Regions from separate parts of the Anser cygnoides genome. Here region 1 is linked to region 2. Evidence: chromatin contacts called from public Hi-C data. All regions are on one chromosome and are shown on one strand. Each heading gives the region's core, a stretch centred on a gene start, on an enhancer-like site or on the middle of the called end of the contact. The rest is flanking DNA. Distances are from core to core; before and after follow the strand shown. Region 1 holds the start of PIM3 (Pim-3 proto-oncogene, serine/threonine kinase). Region 2 has its middle 35 kb from the start of CRELD2.

Region 1 (5,512 bases), core at 998-3,497, 290 kb after region 2:
ATTTGTGATGCTGAAGGTCACGTGGCCTAGGGGTTCGGGTTTCACAACAAACAGATGTTAAGTGCAGCAGCTGAGGATGGAGGTCGGAAAAAAAAAAGTCCCTTGGTTACATCAGTCACATTCAAAGGGCAAGGGAAAATATCCTCTATCATGTGCAAGCTTATTTTCAGATTTCCCATTTCTAAAGCATCAAACCCAACCCTGAAGCTAGTATCACGTTATTTGCAGGGAGCGTATTTATCGCATCACTTTGAAATCTGCAATGCGGGATTTCCAGGACACCAGCGGAAAGGGAGGGGGAGAGCTATTGCTTCGAGTTAAAAAAAGCACTGCATGTAAAAACTGCATATCCACACAAGGAAACATCCGACACTGGTGAAGCCTCCATGTAAACAGATCGCCCTCTAGGAAAAAAAACGCTTTTTCCAAGACAGGGAAATATAAACTGCTGCGTCACTGCCTGGAATTGCTTCTTTCCTACGCAACTGAACACCCTAAGCTGCTTCAGGTCCAAAGGTTTCCATTACCGATAGACCTGATATGAACCGCTGCGTCAGAGGCGCCCTCACTACTCGGAGGCGCCAGAAACAGGATAAGCGGCAGCTATAGGGCATCGCCCTGGGAGGGGCGCGGGGTCTTGCCAAACTCGGCACAGCGCGGCCGGGCTGCCCCGGGCAAGGAGGGCACGTACCATCAAAGTCAGTATAGACCGTGTCCTTGAGGATGGCCCCTGAGCCGAAGTCGATTAGCTTCAGCTCGCCTGTCCTGAGGTCAACCAGCAGGTTCTCGTCCTTGATGTCCCGGTGCACCACGCCGCAGCCATAGCAGTGGCGCACCGCCTCCAGCACCTGCCGGAAGAACCCGCGGGCCGTGTCCTCGTCCAGGGCTCCCTTCTCCGTGATGAAGTCAAAGAGATCCTTCACCAGCTCGGGCCGCTCCATGATGATCAGGTAGCCGTCGGGACGCTCGTACCAGTCCAGCAGCTTGATGACCCCCCTGAAGCCAGAGCCCACCTTCTTCAGGAGAACGATCTCCAAGGGCACCATGACGCCGCCCTGGGCAGAGAAAGGGGAGGCGAGTGGGTCACTCGGGGGCGGCGGGCAGGGCAGGGCAGGGCAGGACGAGGCAAGGCAGGGCAGTGCCACCCACCGCCGCCCTGCGGGGTGGCTCCTCCGCTGCCGCAGTCCGAGGGGCGGGCGCGGCGCTGCGGCGGCGAACCCCCGCCAAATTCCCCCCGACGCAGACACCGCGCCGGCGGGCGGGGCGAGCCCCGCCGCCCACACAATAGCCCCGACGGAGCCCACCCCCCAAAAATAAAATTAGAAAAGAATTAAATACTTACAACCGTGCCCCACTCGGTCACCCGCTCCTTCACCACATGCTTCACGGCGACCTGCGGGGCGAGGAGAGGGGAAAGGAGGGGCGGTGAGCGGCGGGGCCGGGCAGGGCAGGGCAGGGCTCGCCCCGTGCCCGCAGCCCGCCGACAACCCGCGCCGAGCCGCCCCGAGCCTCACCGGCAAGCCGTCGGCGATCCTGCTGCCCGCGTAGACGGTGCCGAAGCCGCCGCTGCCCAGCACGGAGCCCACCTGGTACACTTTGTCGAACGGCTCCTTCTCCACTTTCACTGGGGAAACGGGAGGGAAAGCGCGGCGTTAGCGACCGGACTACGCCTCGCCGGGAATTAGGATTAAAAAAAAAAAAAAATCAAAAAAAAATATATATATTTATATATAATCCCCCCCCCCAGCACGTCCGCTGGACGCGTCGCCCTAATTCTGCACGAGACATTTTCTTTTTTCCTCCTCAAAAATCTTCTTCGGTTATATAAAAAAAAATATCGTAATAAAAAGGGTAAAGCCCCAAGTTTCAGGCGGCTGCGTGGCGCCAGCCACGGGGCTGGGGCCGCCCGCAGGGGGAAGCCCCCGGCGCCCCGCCGTACCTGGCTGCAGGATCTTCACCGGCAAGTGGTCCATGCTGGCGGGGCTGCAGATGTGGGCCAGCGAGCCAAACTTGGAGAGCAACATCTTCCGTGCGGGGGGAGCCCCCTGCCTCCTCCTCCTCCTTCGCTGCCGAGCCCAGACCCTCCGCGGGGCTTCCCTGGTGGCCCTGCGGCGGGCACCGACGGCCTCCCCGGCACGGATCCGCGCCAAATCCCCCTCCTCGTCCTCGTCCTCCGGCGGCGAAAGGGCCCCTATCCAGCCGGGGGCCGCGTCCGAAAGCCGGCCCTGCGGTGCGGTGCGGGGGGGGAGCGGGCTGGGCGCAGGAGCCGCGCCGCCGCCCTGCCTGCCCGCGCGCTTCTGAGCCGGCGGCGCCGCGGAGCCGCCTCTTAACTCCCAATATTTTGGTGCGGGCAGAGCGCGGACGGCGCCGAGCGGGTATCCCTCCGCGGGGGAGGCGGTGTGTGTGTGGGGGGGGGGGGGGGGGGGGGGGGGGGACACGCCTCTCCCCGCCGCCCCGGCCCGACCCCTCCTCCCCTCCGCGACGGGGCGCCCGCAGTGCGGCGGTGGGGGCTGCGGAGTCCCCGGCCCGCCCCGTCGCGCCAGCGGGCAGGGGGGGAGGGTGGGGGGCCGGGAACTACTTGTTTGTAGTAAGCGGCGCGCAGCGTTACCGCCCGGCTGCGGAACGCAGCGCGCACCCGCGGCGAGCAAGGGGGGGGCGAGGAGGAGGAGGAGGGGGGGGAGATTCTCCTATTTGCGTTAACGTTTCCGGGCGGCCAATCAGCGGGCGCCTTTTCAAAGAGCTCCCGGCGCAGGCCAATGAGGCGGGGCCTCATCTGCATGCGGCGGGGCGGGCGGCAGAGGGCGGGAGCGCCGCGGCCCCGCCCCGCGGCTGCAGGAAGGTCGCCGCGCGTCGGGCCGAGACGCGGCGTCTGGGGCCGGGCGGGGAGGGAAGGGGGGGGCCGGGGACACGCCGCCGCCATGGCCGGGGTGCGGCGCTTTCCCCCCCTCCCTCCGCCCCCCCCGCTCTTCCTCTCCCCTCCCCTCCCGCCCTGTTCTCCACAGAGCCGGCGCCTGGCGAGGCAGCGCGTTCTGCCCTGTCCCCGTGGGGGTCTCCCCTTCCCCTTCCCCTGCCCGTGAGCCCCGCGCTCCTCTCCGGTCACGCAGCCTCGCAGCCCCTGCGGAGCGCCCCCGAGGGCTTCCCTGCCTCCCCGCTCCGGCGGCGGCCGGCTGAGGGATCCTCCCGGCACGGCGCCCCCGCCCCGCAGGGGGCGCTGCCTCTACAGGAATGGGGGGAGCCGCGGCGGTGGAGGCGGTGAGGGGACGGAGCCCCCCCCCCCCCCCGACCGCTCCTCCTCGGAGCCCCCCCGTGCCGCCCCCGTCCTCCCCCGAGGCTTGTCGGGGCGCCGCCGAGCGGCCCCGGGGAGGCCGTTAACGGCCGCCCGCCGTCAGGCCTCCGGCGGCCGCCTGGGCTGAGGAGGCGGGCAGGGAGGGGAGAGGCTGCTAAGCGTCGGCCCGCCAGAGGTGGTGGGCCACTGGTTCAGGAAACAAGTAAACGTCTGCTGGGCTTGGCGTGTAATAGCATCTTAAGAATTGCTCCAGTAGCTGCTTGGGCCGCTCGCCAGAGGCGGCTAAGCGGAGGGATGGCACGCAGACGAGCGAGGCCGAAGTTTGGCCAAGGCGCAGCACAACATTTGCAGGCAGCAGACCCAAAGAGTGCCTCACAGCACCGCAGGCCCCCTCACAGCACCCGCGCCCCAGCTGTGTATCTGGAACGCTTCGTGTCCCCGTGTTGGAAAAAGTGAAGTCGGAGAAGCTGATACTGCACGGGGATCCCTAAAGTGAGGGTATTTTTGGACAATCACTTCAAGAGCTGGCAGTCCTTCTGCTCTGGGCGCTGGGAGAGCCGTGTTGCAGTTGGCATTCTCTGATAATAGTAGTGCTACAATCTCAGACAGTCATGCCTATAAACAAAGCAAGGGCTTCTAGGGAGGCGTAATATCTTTTATTAGATTAGACCAACTGATGTAAAGGTCAAGGTTTTCAGGCGCAGTTTCAACCCTTTGTGTCCCAGAATGTGCTTTTTGAAGCTAGATCAATTGGTCTATAAAAGTTACTACGTCGTACAGAATGTGGTATTTCCAGAGGAATGCAGCTAAACCACTGGGTTTATTGAGCAGCTGAAGGGATTGGGAAGCTTCTGGTTTATGATTTTTTTTATTTTTTATTTTTAAGAAAATGATTTGGACTTATCAGATAAAGCAATAGAAAGGCACTTTTTTGTTTGTTTGTTTGTTTTTTCTTTTTGGTGAGGAATTTTGGCTATCTCTAGTAACATGAAAAATTTTTTAAAGGTTTCTCTAGATAGTGGAATATGCACAGCATACTTTTGTTTATTGCCACTGAGGTGTAAACAGGTACAAATAACAGGAAGATTTCATGATCTGGGAATTCATGTTCCAGGTATATTGTAAAGATTTAGCTGCATCTATCTTTTGTCGATGGCTATTTTGAGCATTGTTTTACACAAAAAGGAAGTGTTCCTCATGCTCAAAATTAGATTTCTGCTTATTAAAATAGCAAATATTTCTAAAGAGGAAAAACTGGCATTAAATATTAATATATATGAATGCTAATTATTTAGGGAAGTAACACTACAAGTAGTTGTTATTTTTTTAATTTTTCGTATGTGGCTAAGCATGAAAAGTCATGCATGTATCACTAGTCTCCACATGTAAAACATCAGGACTTTTTCATTCTAACTGCATTCACAATTTCATTCATCCATCTTTGTCTTGTCAGTCTATGATAGATCAGTGATACATTTGCCTTGAGCCTGTTCAAGAAAATCATTTGGAGTTTCTTTAATATACTTTTGCATTTAGGATTGTATCTTCTTCAGCTGTGTCAGCCCTAATACTTTAAGATAAGAGAACATAGCATACCTTCACACATCTCTTTGAAGCAAATTCGTAAAAAAGACCAAGATCAATAGCTGGTATTGGTACAACTCCTGATCCGATTTGTATTTTCACAGCAGTGTAACAGGAAGGGGACTTTACATTTAACGTTAAAGAAAACAAGGTAGTTACTGTAAATTAAAAAAAAAAAAAAGATAAGGGGGTATTTGTTCTTCATTCACGTAATTTTGGCAGACAGACATTTAATTTGTATACAGCTACAAGGACTCTTGGTTTGACAGAATTACAGATGGATCCCAGACATGGAATTTACCCTGTCTTTACACATAAGCCTTTCATGGGTTTGTGGTGCTCCTTTTGATCTGGCTTGGAACATGCAGTTCAGTGGTCCTAAACAATTATAGCTGCAGAAATATTTTATAAACTAGTTTTGGCCTCTTTAGCGGTGGCTTTGCAACTATAAATGGAAAACCATTCATGGGTAGGATGCCAGTTAGCTCTTTGATGTACAAATCATTTTTTCTGTGCAAGGGTCCCTGAGCAAGCATGAGTTCATCAGGCATAGAAGTACAGAAATTCCACTGGAGTTTCTGCTTGCAGCACGGAGACAGTGCCACTTTAAGCTATCTTCTAATGTCTGTGTGGAACCCAGTT
Region 2 (5,204 bases), core at 1,474-3,973:
AAGGAAATTGGGACTCTAAAGGGAGAAAGGAAGCAGTTCATGGCGTAAAGACTGATAGATTGTGAAGGAAGCAAAGAACCTGGAGAAAAGGAACCTGTGAGATAAGGTTGGACAGAGGGAGAACAAGGAGCTTGGTGTTATCTCCCTCCTTGCAGATATTCAAATGCCATCTGGACACGATCCCCGGCAGACTGCTGTCAGTGGCCCTGCCCGAGTAGTGGTGCTGGACAAGATGGCCTCTGCCATTCTGTGATTCTGTGGTGGGAGATGCAGATCTGAGACTGCCTAGGCCAAGACAAGGAACTGAGGTGCCCGGGGCAAGGGCATTGCACTGGCTGGGGAGTTTGAAGGAGAAATTAGAAGTCTGAACTCCTGTGATCAAGACCTCAGGGTAGGGAGAAGTGACAGGATGGAGGTGAGATGGGACCCAGGCTGCATGAGTGGTCCGGGGCATGGGAAGCAGGCCTGGCATGGGGAGGAGAATAACAGCAAGCTTGAGGGGCAGGGGTGAGGAAAAGAAAAGACTGAGGCCAGTCCGAAGGGAGAGGGAGTCTTGGAAAATGGGTGAGAAGTAGTGACAAATGAAAATATACTGTTCACTGTATGACTACACTCCTGACCTTCACTGTTCATCCACACTTGATACTTTTAATGGAAAAAAAATGGCAAAATGTACCGTTCCTTTCTGAGATCGTGGAAGCCTCTCTCTCTTTTCTGTGAAATTAACTGGTTAGGTTCTATATTTAAAACAAAAAACCAAACGAACCACTGTGAAAACGATTAGCCTTAATAAAAATTTAGGGTTCAATTCAGTGCAGAAAGATAACTTTTCTTTGAAATATTACAACCATTTTGGAAAAAAAAACCAAAACTCTTTTTCCCACCGATCTCTCCCATTTGACCTGAGAGCACTACACGAGATATGGTTCTTACTAAAAATAGGAAGAAATCATGTAAGAAAAGACAATGCTGATGCTTTTACAGAAGTCTGAATCAGAATAATCCTTTATAGGAGTGCATTTTGACATTTCAAATCACCCCTAATTGTGCTCTTCTAAAACACGCTTTTCCATGACTAGATGGAAGCATTTCTACTTAATATCCTAAGATGTTACCCATGATTTCTATTTCTGTCTGTCTTCTCTATTGTGCCTCTTTTTTTGTGATATACTCAGAATGTGGGTTGTAGCTGTGAGCCTTATTTCTGTTGTGTAATGCAATAGATGTGAGCAATGGTTCCCATTACAGAGACAGAGAGGAATTCTGCAGAACATATTTCATTTGGTGATATTAAAAGTATATAACTCACAAGTAATGTGAAATGCAGCAACCTCCTAGGTTGTACAAAACGAGGCACAAAACCTGTTTAAGTGCAAGCAAACAGAAATGGAAAACACTGACACATTTTTCTCCTTGATGGGTGACGTCCACCTTCTAAACTAGTTATTTTTATGCAAATTCACGGCACAGGCACAAATCTTATTTTTGACTTCTCAGTTTCCCAGCAAAATTTCCTGCTGTTTCTTTTCTTTACTCAGCTATGCAGATAGTGAGTATCTACATGTCCTTACCTTACTCCTTTAAACCTATGTGGTTTGAGCTTTAAGACTGCTCACTGAGAGCAGTGCCAGAAAACCTGCCGTGACGTATTGTCCCCTGCATGTTTTGGTGGCTGTGTATCAGGGACCGGTGGTGTCCGCTAAGGACACAGATTCCAAGCCAATGACTTTCCCTGGCATCACTTTCACATAATGCAAAAACACATACTTAAAATACTCTCTGTGGGCCACGTCCAGCCACCCCGTGCGCCCTTTTCCTTACTAAAAGTAACACTGGCTCATCAGGTCATTTTTAGCTTTTGGCTAGAAAACTGCTCGGATTTACCGAGAGAAGCTGGGAGTTTCCCTGGTATTTTCCGTTGGAAGAAGTCTACATCCTGTTATTGGAGTGCTTTTCCTCTTCCCTTCATGAAGTGAAAAATGTCCGGGAATATGATGTTTTGTTTACGAGCAGCAAGTGCCTAAATAAAAAGAGAAAAACTATCTATCAAAGTGTTAATTTAAAATCCAACACAAAGTGAACAACACTACGAAATATGAACAAACATATATGTACATCTAAAGGTATTAAATATGGTGGGTTTGGTCCTAAAAAGCCTTTATGGCCTAAAATGTTTACATTCATAACTGAAAATGTATTGTGCACATATATCCTAACCTATTTCTGTACAATGTATATATGTGTGTTTGCCTATCTGTTGCTTTCACTGAATTGCACAGACCTATGTGGACCAGACCCTTAGTCCTATTAAAATGTTGTAGGAGTTTCCATTATGTCAGATAGCCACTAGAGGGGACTGTGACTCTCTGCTGGAGAAACCGGATTTAGGGGCTTTTGAGCACCGACTTTCTGTTCCTAATATGTTTGTTTAATGCTTCGTTGCCAGGTCTGGCCTGTGTCTGTGATAAGTCTAACACAGCAGCGAGGCAGGTTGTTCCTGGAGCTTTCCCTTTCACCCAGTTGGAAGCTGTGGGAGGAGGGATAGTGTTGTTGTCAGCCTCGCTGCGTGTGAGAGGCTGGATGGAGGGAGGCTGCTACAGTCATGCCAACATCTGACCAGGCCTTCAGGAAGGCAACGATGGCCCCAAGACCCCTATTGACCCCCGTGGACATCTTATTCTAGATATTTACATGTGCTCAAGTGATGTGTTTGGTATGAGAGTACTAGTTTCACTAGGAATTCTGGTAAGAATTCACATAAGAAAATGAAATCTGGTCAGGGAAAAAAATTAATTTCTACATATCTCTGAGCCCCAATTCAATAACCAAGGTAGATGTGTGTGCATGCTTGGCTGCACAAGAAGCCCATTCAGTAATGCTTCTGTAGATCATAAAGATATTTAGGTTTCTAATGGAAAGCAGAAAACTTAAAATATGTGTGTAGTATCTACATATACATGATATTGGGGATATAGCAATTCTTCGTACAGTTATAAGTAACTTCTGATATTTATTCAGAAATAGTCAGATGATGAAGTATGCCTGGACAGTAGACGTCCTGATAGAGTTGAGACACCTGATTCATGTCTACTGTTGTTTCTACATCCCTTATGTTCATTACATAGATGTGTTGGCTTCAGAGAAGAAACCCATGTTGGAGAAATACCTTTGTGTCCTTTGGGACAAAAAGAACACCACTGAGCTTAGTGATCCTGCAGTAATGATACTAATACCTTCTCCATTTCTATAGAGCATAAATAATAACATCTTCTTTTCTTGCATCATTCCCTGTCAAGTCTGAGTCCTGGGCCAGGTCTTCGGCACATGACCCAAAAATTCCAGAAGCCTTCTCACCTTCCTGATTCCTTCCATCTTGCTTTACTGCACTTTCATGGTATATTGTTCCCTTGAAGCTTCTCAGAACTCTAAAATGCCTTGAAAACTTTTTGGGTAGTCCAGTTTGTGCAGTCAATGGAGTCATTTAGAAATGTTTCACTAACTTCTGTTAATTTGGGTAAAGCTTCCCTCCTGCTCTAAAAATTGTGATCTTTATCTTATGCTTTTCAGTACTTGTGAGATGGAGAAGCATGTTGATTAGCCTGGAATAAGCTTCCAGCTGTGTAAGCCATCATGTGTTGTCACTAGAGTGGCTTTAATTTATGTAACCCCCTGAGCATGTGGCAGTTGACTCTCAAAGTCTCAGCTAGCCACGAGCTAGCTCCTAAAGCACCCTCCATGCTCTCAGAGCATGCTGGAGATTTCTTTACTTATAAAAATCAACCTGAAGTCTTCTTCATCAGAGCTTCTGCTGGGTTTGGTCCGTGTGATGGACGAAGTGTCAGACTGTGAAGCTTTCAAAGCATCTGGTATAACCATGGGAGGACATGGCGTAATGCAGTGCCAAGTTGGAGATTGCCAGCCTGGAGCTGGACATGCCTGGTGGCATGCAGGAGCCTCTTGGCAGGGGAAAGTAGCCCACGAGCGGTAGTACTCATTTTGCTTGATTTGTGCATCTCCATGGGACTCTGTACTCTGAGATACTCAGAGGAGCAAAGAAGAGAAATCATCAAGATTTAGTGGTTTCTCAGAAACCAGATGATATAAGAAAATGAGCTGGAAATCCTTTCTCAAAAAAAAAAAAAAAAAGGCAACTGCAGGTCAAAAGTACAGCATAATTACAGGCAGCAGTGTGTCCAGGAAGGGAAAATGAGGACAGCCTGGAAAGAGCTCTTTTAAAAGCAATGGGAGAGGGAATCCCCTGAGTTCCAATTTATAAGGAAGTGTCAGGAGGGAGGAAGCAGGCGCTGTAGTTCAGCTGCAGTGAGAAATAGGACTTTTGTGGCTTTCTGTGTTAACCGTGGGGTTCTGAGAGGTGACTTGACATCTTAAACACTGGTTGTGATTTAGGTCAATCACCCCGGGTCGGGAGAGAATGAAAACTCCACAGTCATGTAGACCATGTCCAGGGCTCTTGAAGCCAGCAGGAAATGTGTTACTCATTTCAGAGAGTCACAGATATTGCCCTTTTCTCTTCTCCAACAGTGAAAGGCATCAGGTGTGGTGCTGACTTTAAAATTATAACAACCTACACTACAAGAAGGCTTCTGAGTAACCAGGATATGTTAAAAAAGGTTTCAGCCACTGGCTTTGAACAGGTGATTAAATGCTTTATAGCCTGTGGTATACACACCAGACCCCATCTGACTCATATCAACACTAAGCAACATGTACTATTTCCCATTTTTCACTTATTTATCTTTGCAAGTTTTTATTGGTGTGTTTTCTCTGCTGCTTGGTTACAGATTTGTTCCGGACTGTGAATAATTGCTTTGAATTATTTCTTGCTTGTTTGGCCCGACTGATCTCATTGATTTAAAATAAAAATAAATAAATAAATAAATAAATAAACCCAAACGAATATAAGAAATAACCAAACTGACTGCAGAACAGGTTGTTTTTAATGTCTTCATTTTCACTTACTGCTTGACTTCGGTCTGCCACGAAGGGCCAGCCATCATGTGTATCTGCACAGAGACACATATGCACACATAAACACACAATGGACTCTTTCACAGCCAGACTCTACCAGTAAATGGAGATTGATGTTGAATGCCTGCTGCTTTCCTGCTCATACGATTAGTTTGGATTTGATTGTGCTCGCTTTTGATTGCCGCCTGTAAGGTGCTTCATGACCTTGGATGTCA

Evidence for each region. A called contact is a pair of places that touch in the nucleus more often than the background predicts.
Region 1: a contact with region 2 is called in a Hi-C map of liver, with 2.0 times the contacts expected there. The contact joins the promoter of PIM3 here to the enhancer-like site in region 2. A contact is called at or near these places in 2 of 7 Hi-C or Micro-C datasets (granulosa cells and liver).

The regions. Positions count from the first base shown.
Region 1 is chr1:20,608,838-20,614,349 of Taihu_goose_T2T_genome, forward strand. It overlaps PIM3 (Pim-3 proto-oncogene, serine/threonine kinase), which reads right to left and starts at 2,248. Exons shown (of 6, transcript XM_048047960.2): 1 at 1,940-2,248; 2 at 1,515-1,624; 3 at 1,343-1,393; 4 at 692-1,055. The coding sequence starts at 2,024.
Region 2 is chr1:20,320,373-20,325,576 of Taihu_goose_T2T_genome, forward strand. No RefSeq gene overlaps it. Among named protein-coding and RNA genes, the nearest start is that of CRELD2, 35 kb to the left of the region's middle. Within about 2 kb of position 2,724, at least 3 of the 3 cell types and tissues checked have open chromatin away from gene starts, as enhancers often do. A contact at or near this core is called in liver, where this site is marked.